2 separate regions of the Ovis aries genome follow, and region 2 is linked to region 1. The links are chromatin contacts, called in public Hi-C maps. All regions are on one chromosome and are shown on one strand. Each heading gives the region's core, a stretch centred on a gene start, on an enhancer-like site or on the middle of the called end of the contact. The rest is flanking DNA. Distances are from core to core; before and after follow the strand shown.

The links. Hi-C and Micro-C count contacts between places; a contact is called where the count stands out from the background.
Region 2: a contact with region 1 is called in a Hi-C map of hypothalamus, with 8 times the contacts expected there. The contact joins the enhancer-like site here to the promoter of NSG2 in region 1. A contact is called at or near these places in 6 of 16 Hi-C or Micro-C datasets (blood, hypothalamus, liver and 3 more).

What each region holds. Positions count from the first base shown.
Region 1 is chr16:5,914,152-5,920,207 of ARS-UI_Ramb_v3.0, forward strand. NSG2 (neuronal vesicle trafficking associated 2) reads left to right here and starts at 3,600. Exons shown (of 5, transcript XM_042233680.2): 1 at 3,600-3,732; 2 at 4,621-4,771. The coding sequence starts at 4,643.
Region 2 is chr16:6,240,660-6,246,715 of ARS-UI_Ramb_v3.0, forward strand. No RefSeq gene overlaps it. Among named protein-coding and RNA genes, the nearest start is that of NSG2, 330 kb to the left of the region's middle. Within about 2 kb of position 3,707, at least 10 of the 54 cell types and tissues checked have an H3K27ac peak or open chromatin away from gene starts, as enhancers often do. A contact at or near this core is called in hypothalamus and liver, where this site is marked.

The DNA of each region.
Region 1 (6,056 bases), core at 2,350-4,849:
TAATTTCTTTCATTATAAAACAGAAAGCAAATCAAAACTAGATATTTATCTGGGGAAGCTCAAAACAGAAAAATGGGATAAAAACAAGGGAGTAAAGAATAAGAAAATAATTTTAAAAAATAAATTGATAGGTTATGAAACTAAAAAAAGCCCTGAAAGCTAGTTATAAAAAATGATTATCTAATAATTGAATAATAAGAATAAATACTTGTTTTTCACTTTTAGTTATTGTTCTATGCAGTGTGTGTGTGTGTGTGTGTGTGTGTGTGTGTGTGTGTTTGCTGTGCTTAGTTGCTCAGTCATGTCTGACTCTTTGCACCCCATGGACTGTAGCCCACCAGGCTCCTCTGTCCATGGGGATTCTCCAGGCAAGCATGCTGCAGTGGGTTGCCATGCCCTCCTCCAGGGGGTTTTTCCAACCCAGGGATCAAACCCAGGCCTCCCGCATTGCAGGCGGATTCTTTATCACCAGGGAAGCCCATATATATAACATGAAAGTGAAAGTGAAGCCCCTCAGTGGTGTCCGGCTCTGCGGCCCCACAGACTGTAGCCCCACAGGCTCCTTGGTCCATGGGATTCTCTAGGCATGAATACTGGAGTGGGTTGCTATTTCCTTCTCCAGGGGATCTTCCTGACCCAGGGATCGAACCCAGTTTTCCTGCATTGTAAGCAGACGCTTTACCATCTGAGCTACCAAGGAAAGCTTTCTTCATATATATACATACATATGTATATTTATAGTGATATATATGTATATATGCATATATATATAAATATACTTATCCAATCCTTATAATGACTCTGTGAATTATTGCTGCTGCTGCTGCTGCTAAGTCACTTCAGTCGTGTCCGACTCTGTGCGACCCCATAGACGGCAGCCCACCAGGCTCCCCTCTCCCTGGGATTCTCCAGGCAAGAACACTGGAGTGGGTTGCCATTGCCTTCTCCAATGCATGAAAGTGGAAAGTGGAAAAAGTGAAGTCACTCAGTCATGTCTGACTCTTAGTGACCCCATAGACTGCAGCCTACCAGGCTCCTCCATCTATGGGATTTTCCAGGCAAGAGTACTGGAGTGGGATGCCATTGCCTTCTCCGAATTATTGCTAGTACCATCAATTTACAATTAGGACATCCAGGCATAGAGAGGTTAGGTAACTTTTACCTAAATCAGAAATATAGCAAGTGACAGAGCTGCGATTTAATCTCACCTGTCTCTTTTGAGTCCGGTCAGTTTCTCTGAAATCCTTCGACCCTTCAGTAACCAGTTGTCTTGGTGATGTCATCACTAACATTGTATTTGGAGACAGACCCAGAAAGATGATCTTGGGGGTCAGGGAAGATGTGGTACTAACTTCTTCACTATTGAACCTGTTTCATGACTTTGATCACATTGGGGTCAAACTTGGGCAGCATGACAGAGGCAGCTGGTGTCAGATAAACTCAGATGTGGGAGGAGAGAAGAAAAGTTGCACCGTGACTTCCTCTGAGCTGAAAGCCGAAAGCCTAACCCCGTACCTCTGTGTTCCATTTCCTGCCTTCTTTTGGGCTATTTGAACTTTATTTTTATTGTATTTCATTGAAACTTATATGTCACATTTTGGACTTTCCTTTTGGTATTTTTGGTTATGCTAGGGATTACAATAAGCATACTTAAATTTTTACAGTTTAATTGGAATCAATACTTTACCACTTCAAGTGGAATGCAGAAATAATACCATCAGATTGGCCCCTTTACCCTTTACTTATTGTCTTATATACTACATCTACATCCGCATACTTGGAGAACCTCATGACAAAATGTCATTATTTTTGTTGTCAATTGTCAAACATCTTTTCCAGGGCTCTACGAGAGAATAATTGTCCATTATATTAAACACCCCTCATATCATTCTCCAACAGGGGGCTTCTCTACATCACTGCAGACCCCCATTTCTTTCTGCACCCTCTCTCCTGGCCTCAAATATCAAGAATCCTGGATTTTACACGAGGCAGGCCCTTATCCTAGACCTTACTAGATTCTCAGGTCCTGTGGTTCTCTGCTTGTGACTCTGTCATAAGCTGTGTTAAAGGGACTTCCCTTTTCCTTTGGAGGCAGCATAATAGGATCAAGTACAAGTGTTCACAGCTGCTTCCATTATGTTGCCCTTAGTGCTTGCACCTGAAAATCACCCAGGTCTTTGGGAAAGCAGGGAATGGAGGGCTCACATTTATTGGAATACCTCCCTCTTATATGTATGCATTCTTCTATTAATAGAAGTGTCCTACTCAGCTCTGATGCAATATAGCCTCTATTGTCTCAGAAACATCTCTTTTTCTATATACAAACACACATTCACACACACACATACACACACACCCATTTCATTCCTAAACAGTACAGGTAATATATGTGTTTTCTCCTGGCATTTTAACTAGGAGAGTGTATGCTATGCTCCATATGTGAACACCAACCAAGGTGACCAAATAATTTATCATGCAAGCTGGGATACTTTTGACAGTGAAAGAGGATGCTATTACTTACACCAAGACCTTATGAAGTACATCATAAACAGCATTGCAGCTGGGAATGAATGGCCAGTGGTGGTGTGGATACGTCTGGGAGAAACTAGTGGAAACAGTCTTGACCTCAGAGGATTGAAAGGGCATGTAAGAGCAATCTCCAGGGATGAAACAGTTTAACCATTCAGAACCCTGTCCCTGAGCTGAAAGGGGCTTCCTTGAGTGCAATATCTTCTCATATTCACAACTGCTTGGCAAGGGAGACGTTATTATACCCACATCAGAGATAAAGAAGGCTTGGAGAGGGAATTCAAAATGTCCCCACAACCGAAACTTCGTAGAACTGACTCCAGCACTTTGCCCTCTCTGATTCCAGACGCCAACCTAGAAGCTCTGTCATGTGGACTGCATACACGCTTTGACAGCAGTGGATCAGGGTTCAGATACCTGGTGCTCAGCTAGCTCTGTGACCTTAGCTGACCTGCATGGTCACAGCATTGTGAGAAAAGGTGCTTACGCTTGTGCACTGCTAGTCAGGCACCTTGCTCTGAGCTAAATGCTTTCTGCAAGTTATCACATTCACACTTCACTCTAACCCCATCATGTAGGCACTATTAGAAATCGCAATTTGCAAATGAGAGAAATAGTCTGAAATAACCTGGAAAAGGGCCCAGTGCATGGGAGATACTCAATAAATATTAGTTCTCCTTCTTTCCATACACAGGTCAGAGCACGGAGTTAAGTCCTGAACAATTCTGTCTTTCATAATATTGTCCTGGAAAATCTTCGGCGTGGTCCCTTTTCTTAATGAGTATGCCGCCTCCTCCAGTTTTTCTAAAGGCTCAAGGATTGCTTGTATAATAAGACGGTGCCTATTAATTTCTTTCTTTCTTTTTTTAATGGCCAGAATCCCTCCCACTTTCTTGAAACCATTTTGTCCCATGCTGTGGTTGTGGCCATGCATGAGAAACAGCAGGTGGTGCCAGATGACAGATGGTGTGGGAGCCCGTTTCCCGGTGGGAGGGGGCGCGAGCGAGCGAGCGAACGAGCAAGCGGGCAGACAGCTGCCAGGAGCCCGCTCGCTGGCGCCTCGCTCTCAGAAGCTCCCAATCCAGACGCACGCAAGGCGCTGTCCTTTCAGCACCACAAGCTCCGGCTGAGGAGGCAGGACTCCCGGCCGTCCTCCTCTTCAAACTGGTTTGAATCTGCTCTGACCCCTGAGAGTGCTGCACAGTAAGTAGGCATTTGTTTTTGCTATAACCACTCCCCAGTATCCTCCAACCCTTGCCCATCCCTTTCACCCCCACAACAACCCTATTTTGTCTAATAATGTTCCAGTCAGCAGGATTGACAAGAAGAATTCAGTTGTATTGGGCTTCTGGGGGTGGGGTGGGAACACCGTTTGACTTCCAAGGGAGCTGGAAAGAAATAAATGTGATTTGTTTATTTAGTTGGCAATCTTGCAATACGGGGGTTGCTAACTTTCCGTGGAACCAAAAAAAAAAAAAATGGCCCTTTGCTATTGAGGAAATGGAGGCATTCCATGGCTGAATCAGGATCAGGTTCAAGCCAGTCCTTTTTTGTTTTAAGAAATTGTATCTCCTGTACAACCTACATATTGTGTAAAAGGGTATACTACACATAGAGGCATTGAATGTATTTATTGTATTTTAGGGAGATTAATGGGGGGAAACACAATATAATAAAATAGCAATCAAGATGGTAAGGTGAAATTTATCATACTGCAGGATGACCCAGAATAATAGGATTTATTTTTTCACTAAGAATTAGCTTTCCACTGAGATTATGTGATTATGTTAGCTCTGTGTCTTGGCTATATTTTTAAGGTTGTATATTTTGTGTATAAGACTGGGATTTTCCTTGAGTTTCTCAAATTTGAAAGCTGGTGAGTGCCATAGGCAGGTGGCATTTCTTGATGATTAAAGAAGTTTTCCTGGATAATAGGGATCATGTCAGGAAATCTAGCGGAAGACCGATGATGGTGTCTACACTGAAGCCGCCAGAGTGGAGCTGTTGAGGGCAGCGCTGTCTTCTCTGTCGTCAGCCCTCTCTTTCCTGCCTCTCTCCCCACTATAACTAGAATTCTACTGCTTGTCTTAGGTCTGGGAAGAAAGGCATCAGAATGGTGAAGCTGAACAGTAACCCCAGTGAGAAGGGAGCCAAACCACCTTCAGTTGAGGACGGCTTCCAGACCGTCCCTCTCATCACGCCCCTGGAGGTTAATCACTTACAGCTGCCTGCTCCGGAAAAGGTAAAGCAGGTGCTCTGGTTCTCATCAGCAGCCCCCGTGCTCCCCGTGCTCCCCTCATCTCAGGAAATAAAGCAGCAAGAAAATTCCACCTCCCTCAAACCCTTTCCTTCCCTTATCAGCCAAATACGTTCCCCTTCTTGTAAAATGTAGGTATTCCTTCTAGAGACATGACACCTCTTGTGTTGTTTCAGGTTTATGGTAAGTGCTTGTTCATGATTTTGTTCACATATGTAGGCAAAAAAATTAACCTTTCTTTTAAAAAGTTTTATCATAGTGGATGAATACTAATAAGCTTCCAGATTTGAACAAAAAGAAAATGGTCTTGATTATTTGGGGAAGGTCTTTTAAAAATTGACTGCTACAAATCTGAGGTCAGAGAATTGGATGCAGTCCAACAAGCATTTAGTTTGCACCTGCTAAAGCCCTGTTCCTACCCTGGAAGTTAGTTATAAAAACACACATTACAAAATCCCTCATCAATATGAGACTTAAATTAATATAAAGCATCATGGTAAAAGCAATGCCTGAGCGTTACGAAGATTGTGAGATCACTGGGATGGAAACAACTAAATTCTGTTGTGGCAGAGAGGGAACTGGGAGGACAGGTTAGGTCAGCTGCAGAGGGGAACATTTGAAATTGGAGGCCACTGGAGGGAAAGGCATTTAAGGCAAAGGGCACAAATGTGCAAAGCATGGAGAGCTTTGGGGAAATAGCATGACTGGAATAGAGTGTTTTTTGGGAGGCGTGGCTGGAAATGAGTGACTGGCTGATGGCACATCTCCTGACGTGGGAGGAGTCCATGAAGAATGGAGGTGAGCGTTTATACAAAAGTGGGAGAGTCATTCTATGAGCACAGGTGGGAGAAGTGATATTCAGATCCCTCTGAGAGAACTTGGGGTTTTAGAATGTGAGCTTTTGCATGCCATAAGAGATAGATTAGGAGGCAAATGATGAAGTTCCCTAGCTGAAGAGTGAACAATGGATCATTCCATTTGTTTGATTTTCTCATTGGCATCTCCAGGAAGGCATTGTGTGTCTTAACCAATTGGCTCTATCCAATGAACAGAAGAGAAGCCAAAGCTAGATAAAGGGCCTGGCTGATTGGCTGCGGGTTGAGTCATCTGTTTTGAAAGTGCAGAGGTTGTCAATATGAAAATATGCATAGGGGTTCCAGAAATAAAGAATCACGGAGCCATCCTGAGCGACTGATAAGGCCTTTTGAAGATAAGATTTGCTAATAGGCAGTTAACACTGTTACTGTGAAGGAGTAATATTAATTGGGTA
Region 2 (6,056 bases), core at 2,457-4,956, 330 kb after region 1:
CAGTCAGTGCGTCTCTGTCCTAGTCAGTCCTCCGAGCAGCGTCCCTGATGGGGACGGATGGAGGGGGAAGGTCCGTGACACTCATTTGTGATGAGACGCTGCAGGGCAAAAGCGGTCCTCACCTTTGAGGGAGGCTGTGAGCTGAGGCCTGAGGACCGGCTGCAGAAACGCCAGCATGGACTCTCCCCGCAGTGCTTACTCCCCCAGACCCCCGCTCCGTGCCCTCCGTGCAGAGCCCCGTCTAGCTGCTCCTGCCCTGGCTTGTGGACCAGAAAGCCCGGCTCAGAAACAGGATGTGGCCGCCTGCCTTGGAGCTGGGTGGCCTTTCCGGGTGGGCAGCATAGGATGCTCAGGGCTTGACTCACGTGCCACTGCCTCCTAAGTCTGGGTGAGGTTCGACAGAGGAGCCCTCCTGTCGGTGGCCCTGTGAGCATCGGGCATCAGGCGTCGGACAGCGCTTGTCACGCTGAGCTGTTCCCGGTTGCTGGGCAGCCCCGTATGCTGCTCTGAAACAGGGAAAGGCAGTGCCCCACGAATGAAGACTCAACATCTGTGTTCGTGTGCACATGTGCACGCGTACGTGTGCGTCCATGTATGCTTTTGAGCATGTGCGAACCAAGAACTTCCACATGTACAACCTGGGTTTTGAAGAGGCAAAGAAACCAAAGATCAAATTGCCAACATCCAGTGGATCATGGCGAAAGCAAGGGCGTTCCAGGAAAACATCAATTTCTGCTTCATTGATTATGCTAAAGCCTTTGACTGTGTCGATCACAATAAACTGTGGAAAGTTCTTAAAGAAATGGGAGTACCACGACTACCTGTCTGCTGAGAAACCTGTATGCTCATCAAGAACAACAGTTAGAACTGGACACGGAACAACGGACTAGTTCAAAATTGAGAAAGGAGTACGCCAAGGCTGTATATTGTCACCCTGTTTATTTAACTTATATGCAGAGTACATCATGCAAAACGCTGGGGTGGATGAATCACAAGCTGGAATAAGTTTGCTGGGGGAAGTATCAATCTCAGATATACAGATGACACCACTCTAATGGCAGACAGTGAAGACAAACTAAAGAGCCTCTTGATGAGGGTGAAAGGAGAGTGAAAAAGCTGGCTTGAAACTCAACATTCAAAAAACTAAGATCATGGCATCTGTTCCCATCACATCATGACAAATAAAAGGGGAAAAAAGTGGAAGTAGTGACAGCCTTTATTTTCTTGGGCTCCAAAATCACTGTGAATGGTGACCACAGCCGTGAAATTAAAAGACGCTTGTTCCTTGGAAGGAAATCTATGACCAACCTAGATGATATATTAAAAAGCAGAGACATTACTTTGCCAAAAAAGGTCCATATAGTCAAATCTATTGGTTTTCCAGTAGTCATGTATGGATGTGAGAGTTGGGCCATAAAGAAGGCTGAGCACCAAAGAACTGATGCTTTCAAATTTTCGTGCTGGAGAAGACTCTTGAGAGTCCCTTGGACCGCAAGGAGATCAAACCAGTCAATCCTAAAGGAGATCAATCCTGAATATTCATTGGAAGGACTGTTGCTGAAGCTCCAATACTTTGGCCACCTGATGTGAAGAGCCAGCTCATTGGAAAAGACTTTGGTGCTGACAAAAATTGAATGCAATAGGAGAAGGGGATGGCAGAGGATGAGATGTTTAGATGGCACCACCGACTCATTTGGCATGGATTTTAGTGAACTCCAGAAGACAGTGAAGGACAGGGAAGCCTGGTGTGCTACAGTCCGTGGGGTTGCAAAGAACTGGGCACGAGTGAGTGACCAAACAGTAACAACAACATGTGTTTGAGCATTTGGTGGGGAGGTCGGAAGGAGAAGGGTGCTAACAGGTGCCTTGCCCACCCACTAAATGCCTGACCCTGCCAAATAACAACACTCACGCCCAGAGGAGGGAACAGCCTCAATCAGTCTTCCCTCTCCAGATCAGGAGCCCATTATGGCAAAATCAGGGGGTTCACCCCACACCCTTACGCAGCCTTCTGTGCATTTGGAGCGCATGCAAGTTGAATGAAGAGCTGAAGGGACAGCTTGTTATGAAGAGCTCCATGCCCCTGTCTCTGGATCCCACACCACCTCTGTGGTTACAAGCCTCACTTTACAAGGAAGGAGTCGTGCTCAGAGAGGGGAACACGGAGTCCCAGGTGGCCTACCCTGGTAGGGGTGGGGGGCAGAGTGGCTCGGGCCCCAGAGCAGCCTGCAGACTCTCCATCATCTCTGCTGTGCCAGGTCGGGGAGGAGAGCTTTGTGCCGTTATGCAGACGAGACCAAGTCCCGTGACCAGACCCCACTCACTGTGCAGCCTTGGTCAGTCACTTCTCCATGTCAGTCAGTGTTTTACTCTATAAAATAGTACTTAACTCTTGACAGGTCATATTATTTAATTGTCACAAAGCCCCCTGACAGCAGTACTATCATCCTCTGTGGATCCTCTGTGGTTCCAGATGGAGAGACTGAGGCTCATGATCTTGCAATGGCTCCCACACTGCAAGGGGGACCACGTGGTTTACATGGTAACAGGCTGAGCAGGCGGACTTCCCTTGTGGCTCAGCTGGTAAAGAATCTACCTGCAATGCAGGAGACCTAAGTTCAGTCCCTGGGTTGGGAAGATCCCCTAGAGAAGGGAAAGGCTACCCGCTCCAGTATTCTGGCCTGGAGAATTCCATGGGCTGTATAGTCTGTGGGGTTGCAAAGAGTCCGACATGACTGAGTGGTTTTCATTTTAGTGGTCTTCCCTTGTAGCTCAGTTGGTAAAGAGTCTGCCTGCAATGCAGGAGACTCAGGTTCGATTCCTGGGTCGGGAAGATCCCCTGGAGAAGGAAATGGCAACCCACTCCGGTATTTTTGCCTGGAGAATCCCATGGACAGAGGAACCTGGTGGGCTACAGTCCGTGGGGTTGCAAGAGTCGGACACGACTGGGTGACCAAGCACACAGGCTGAAAGGCTATTACTGTTATCCCCACCTCTGAAATCAACATCCTTCCGGCTCAAGTAAACTACTGCTACTGCTAAGTCACTTCAGTCGTGTCCGACTCTGTGCTTCCCCATAGACGGCAGCCCACCAGGCTCCCCCATCCCTGGGATTCTCCAGGCAAGAACACTGGAGTGGGGTGCCATTTCCTTCTCCAAAGCACGAAAGTGAAAAGTGAAAGTGAAGTCGCTCAGTCGTGTCTCTTAGCGATCCCATGGACTGCCTCCTACCAGGCTCTTCCGCCCATGGGATTTTCCAGGCAAGAGTACTGGAGTGGGGTGCCATTGCCTTCTCCGTAAGTAAACTAAGGTTGAGTCTTCTCCCTCCTTTCTCCCCGCCTCCCCTTACGGGGAGGGTCCCAGGGCGGGGAGGAGCTGAGAAGCCCGGCTTCTGGCAGAAGCTGGGAGCGTCACCCAGGCCGTGCGGGGACTTGACTGTGGCTATACTGCCCTCAAGTGGCCAAGATGCAGCATAGCCCTTGGTGCAGTGGCTCAGGCTACACAGACCACAGGCTCCTCCTGAAAGAACCGTGTTCCTTTGATGGAGCCTGGATGGGTCCCCTGTGTGCTATAAAAATTAATCTGTATTTGTCTATTTCCTAGTGTGAAGAGTAAGTAGGTCTTTGGGAGCTTCTGCAGACAGTGTTTGTTCCCCTTTCCGGCCCCCTTGTGGCAGCAATGTGCTGGTCACAGTTAACTACTGGCTTCCAGGGCATAAAACCGGAACATACCCAGCATTTGCCAATTTCCAGGGCGCAGATGCTCCCAGCGTGGCCGCCCCTGTGTGGGAACCGCTCGGAGGCGTCCCTTGTGCTCAGGGCTGTGGAGACTTCAGGGCTGAGCAGGCTTGGGACTCTGCTGAAATACAGGATTCCTCTGTGCTCATGTATTCATTCATGTCTTTGGGGGCTTTCTGTTTGACCACAAATAAGAGTGTGCCTCATACACTTCTCTTCAGTTTGTTATTTTTACCTAAGCATCTTGGCCATCTCCCTAGGTCTTCTGCTGGGTAACAGGTGCACAGTGATTCACTGGAGAGATTACCTCGATTTACTTGCACTCTCTCCCCTATCCCCCACACTAGTCCCAGAAACTCCCAGGTAGCTTCCTCCTCTTGTGTCTCCACGTTCAGTGCATTTCCATGTGTGTGTTTTAATATCTAGTGGGTAGGTTTTTCAAGAGTGGTATTCCTGGGCCAAAAGATACGTGTTTATGAACCTACAGTATTTTTTTCCCCCAGAATTCCTTCTAAAACGATTATAGCCATCAGCACTCCCACACCATTGTAAGAGGAGGACCACTCCCCACATCAGAGCTTCCCTGATGGCTCAGAGGGTAAAGAACCTGCCTGTGATGCAGGAGACCAGGGTTTGAACCCTGGGTCAGGAAGATTCCCTGGAGAAGGAATGGCTACCCACTCTAGTATTCTTGTCTGGAGAATTCCATGGACAGAGGAGCCTGGAGGGCAGTTCATGGGGTTGCAAAGAATCTGACATAACTGAGCCACTAACATTTACATACTTAATCTCCACATCAGAATCAGATTGACCATTCTTTTGAATGTTGCAAATATAAGGGGTGGAAGCAATATTTCATTTTCTTCTATTTTGCACTTCCCTAATTACAAAAAGATTTGCTTGTTCATATTTTTTGTTCAATTTTAGATTCATTGTTTGCCTCTTATTTATCACTTTGTAGGATTTCTTCATATACTGGGAACAATTGACTCTCGCATATGTAACGTTTTCCCCAAACATTTTGATTTTGATTATGGGATCTTTTGCTTTTCAGAATTTGAAGTATATTGAGCAGTCAGCTCTGTTTCTCCTACCTGTCGAAGCACCTGGGTTTCCTGACTTGTTTTATTTTTATTTTTAAAATTTTTATTGAAATATAGTTGATTTATAATTCTCCAAACCAGGCTTCAGCAATACATGAACCGTGAACCTCCAGATGTTCAAGCTGGTTTTAGAAAAGGCAGAGGAACCAGAGATCGAATTGCCAGCATCCGCTGGATCATCAAAAAAGCAAGAGAGTTCCAGAAAAACATCTATTTCTGCTTTATTGACTATGCCAAAGCCTTTGACTGTGTGGATCACAAGAAACTGTAGAAAATTCTGAAAGAGATGGGAATACCAGACCACCTGACCTGCCTCTTGAGAAACGTATATGCAGGTCAGGAAGCAACAATTAGAACTGGACATGGAACAACAGACTGGTTCCAAATAGGAAAAGGAGTACGTCAAGGTTGTATATTGTCACGCTGCTTATTTAACTTATATGCATCATGAGAAATGCTGGGCTGAAAAAAGCACAAGCTGGAATCAAGATTGCCGGGAGAAATACCGATAACCTCAGATATGCAGATGACACCACCCTTATGGCAGAAAGTGAAGAGGAACTAAAAAGCCTCTTGATGAAAGTGAAAGAGGAGAGTGAAAAAGTTGGCTTAAAGCTCAACATTCAGAAAACGAAGATCATGGCATCCGGTCCCATCACTTCATGGGAAATAGATGGGGAAACAGTGGAAACAGCGTCAAACTTTATTTTGGGGGGCTCCAAAATCACTGCAGATGGTGACTGCAGCCATGAAATTAAAAGACGCTTACTCCTTGGAAGGAAAGTTATGACCATCCTAGATAGTATATTCAAAAGCAGAGACATTACTTTGCCAACAAAGGTCTGTCTAGTCAAGGCTGTGGTTTTCCCTGTGGTCATGTGTGGATGTGAGAGTTGGACTGTGAAGAAAGCTGAGAGCCGAAGAATTGATGCTTTTAACTGTGGTGTTGAAGAAGACTCTTGAGAGTCCCTTGGACTGCAAGGAGATCCAACCGGTCCATTCTGAAGGAGATCAGCCCTGAGATTTCTTTGGAAGGAATGATGCTGAAGCTGAAACTCCAGTACTTTGGCCACCTCATGCAAAGACTTGACTCATTGGAAAAGACTCTGATGCTGGGAAGGATTGGGGACAGGAGGAGAAGGGGACGACAGAGGATGAGATGGCTGGATGGCATCACGGACTCGATGGACGTGAGTCTGAGTGAACTCCGAGAGTT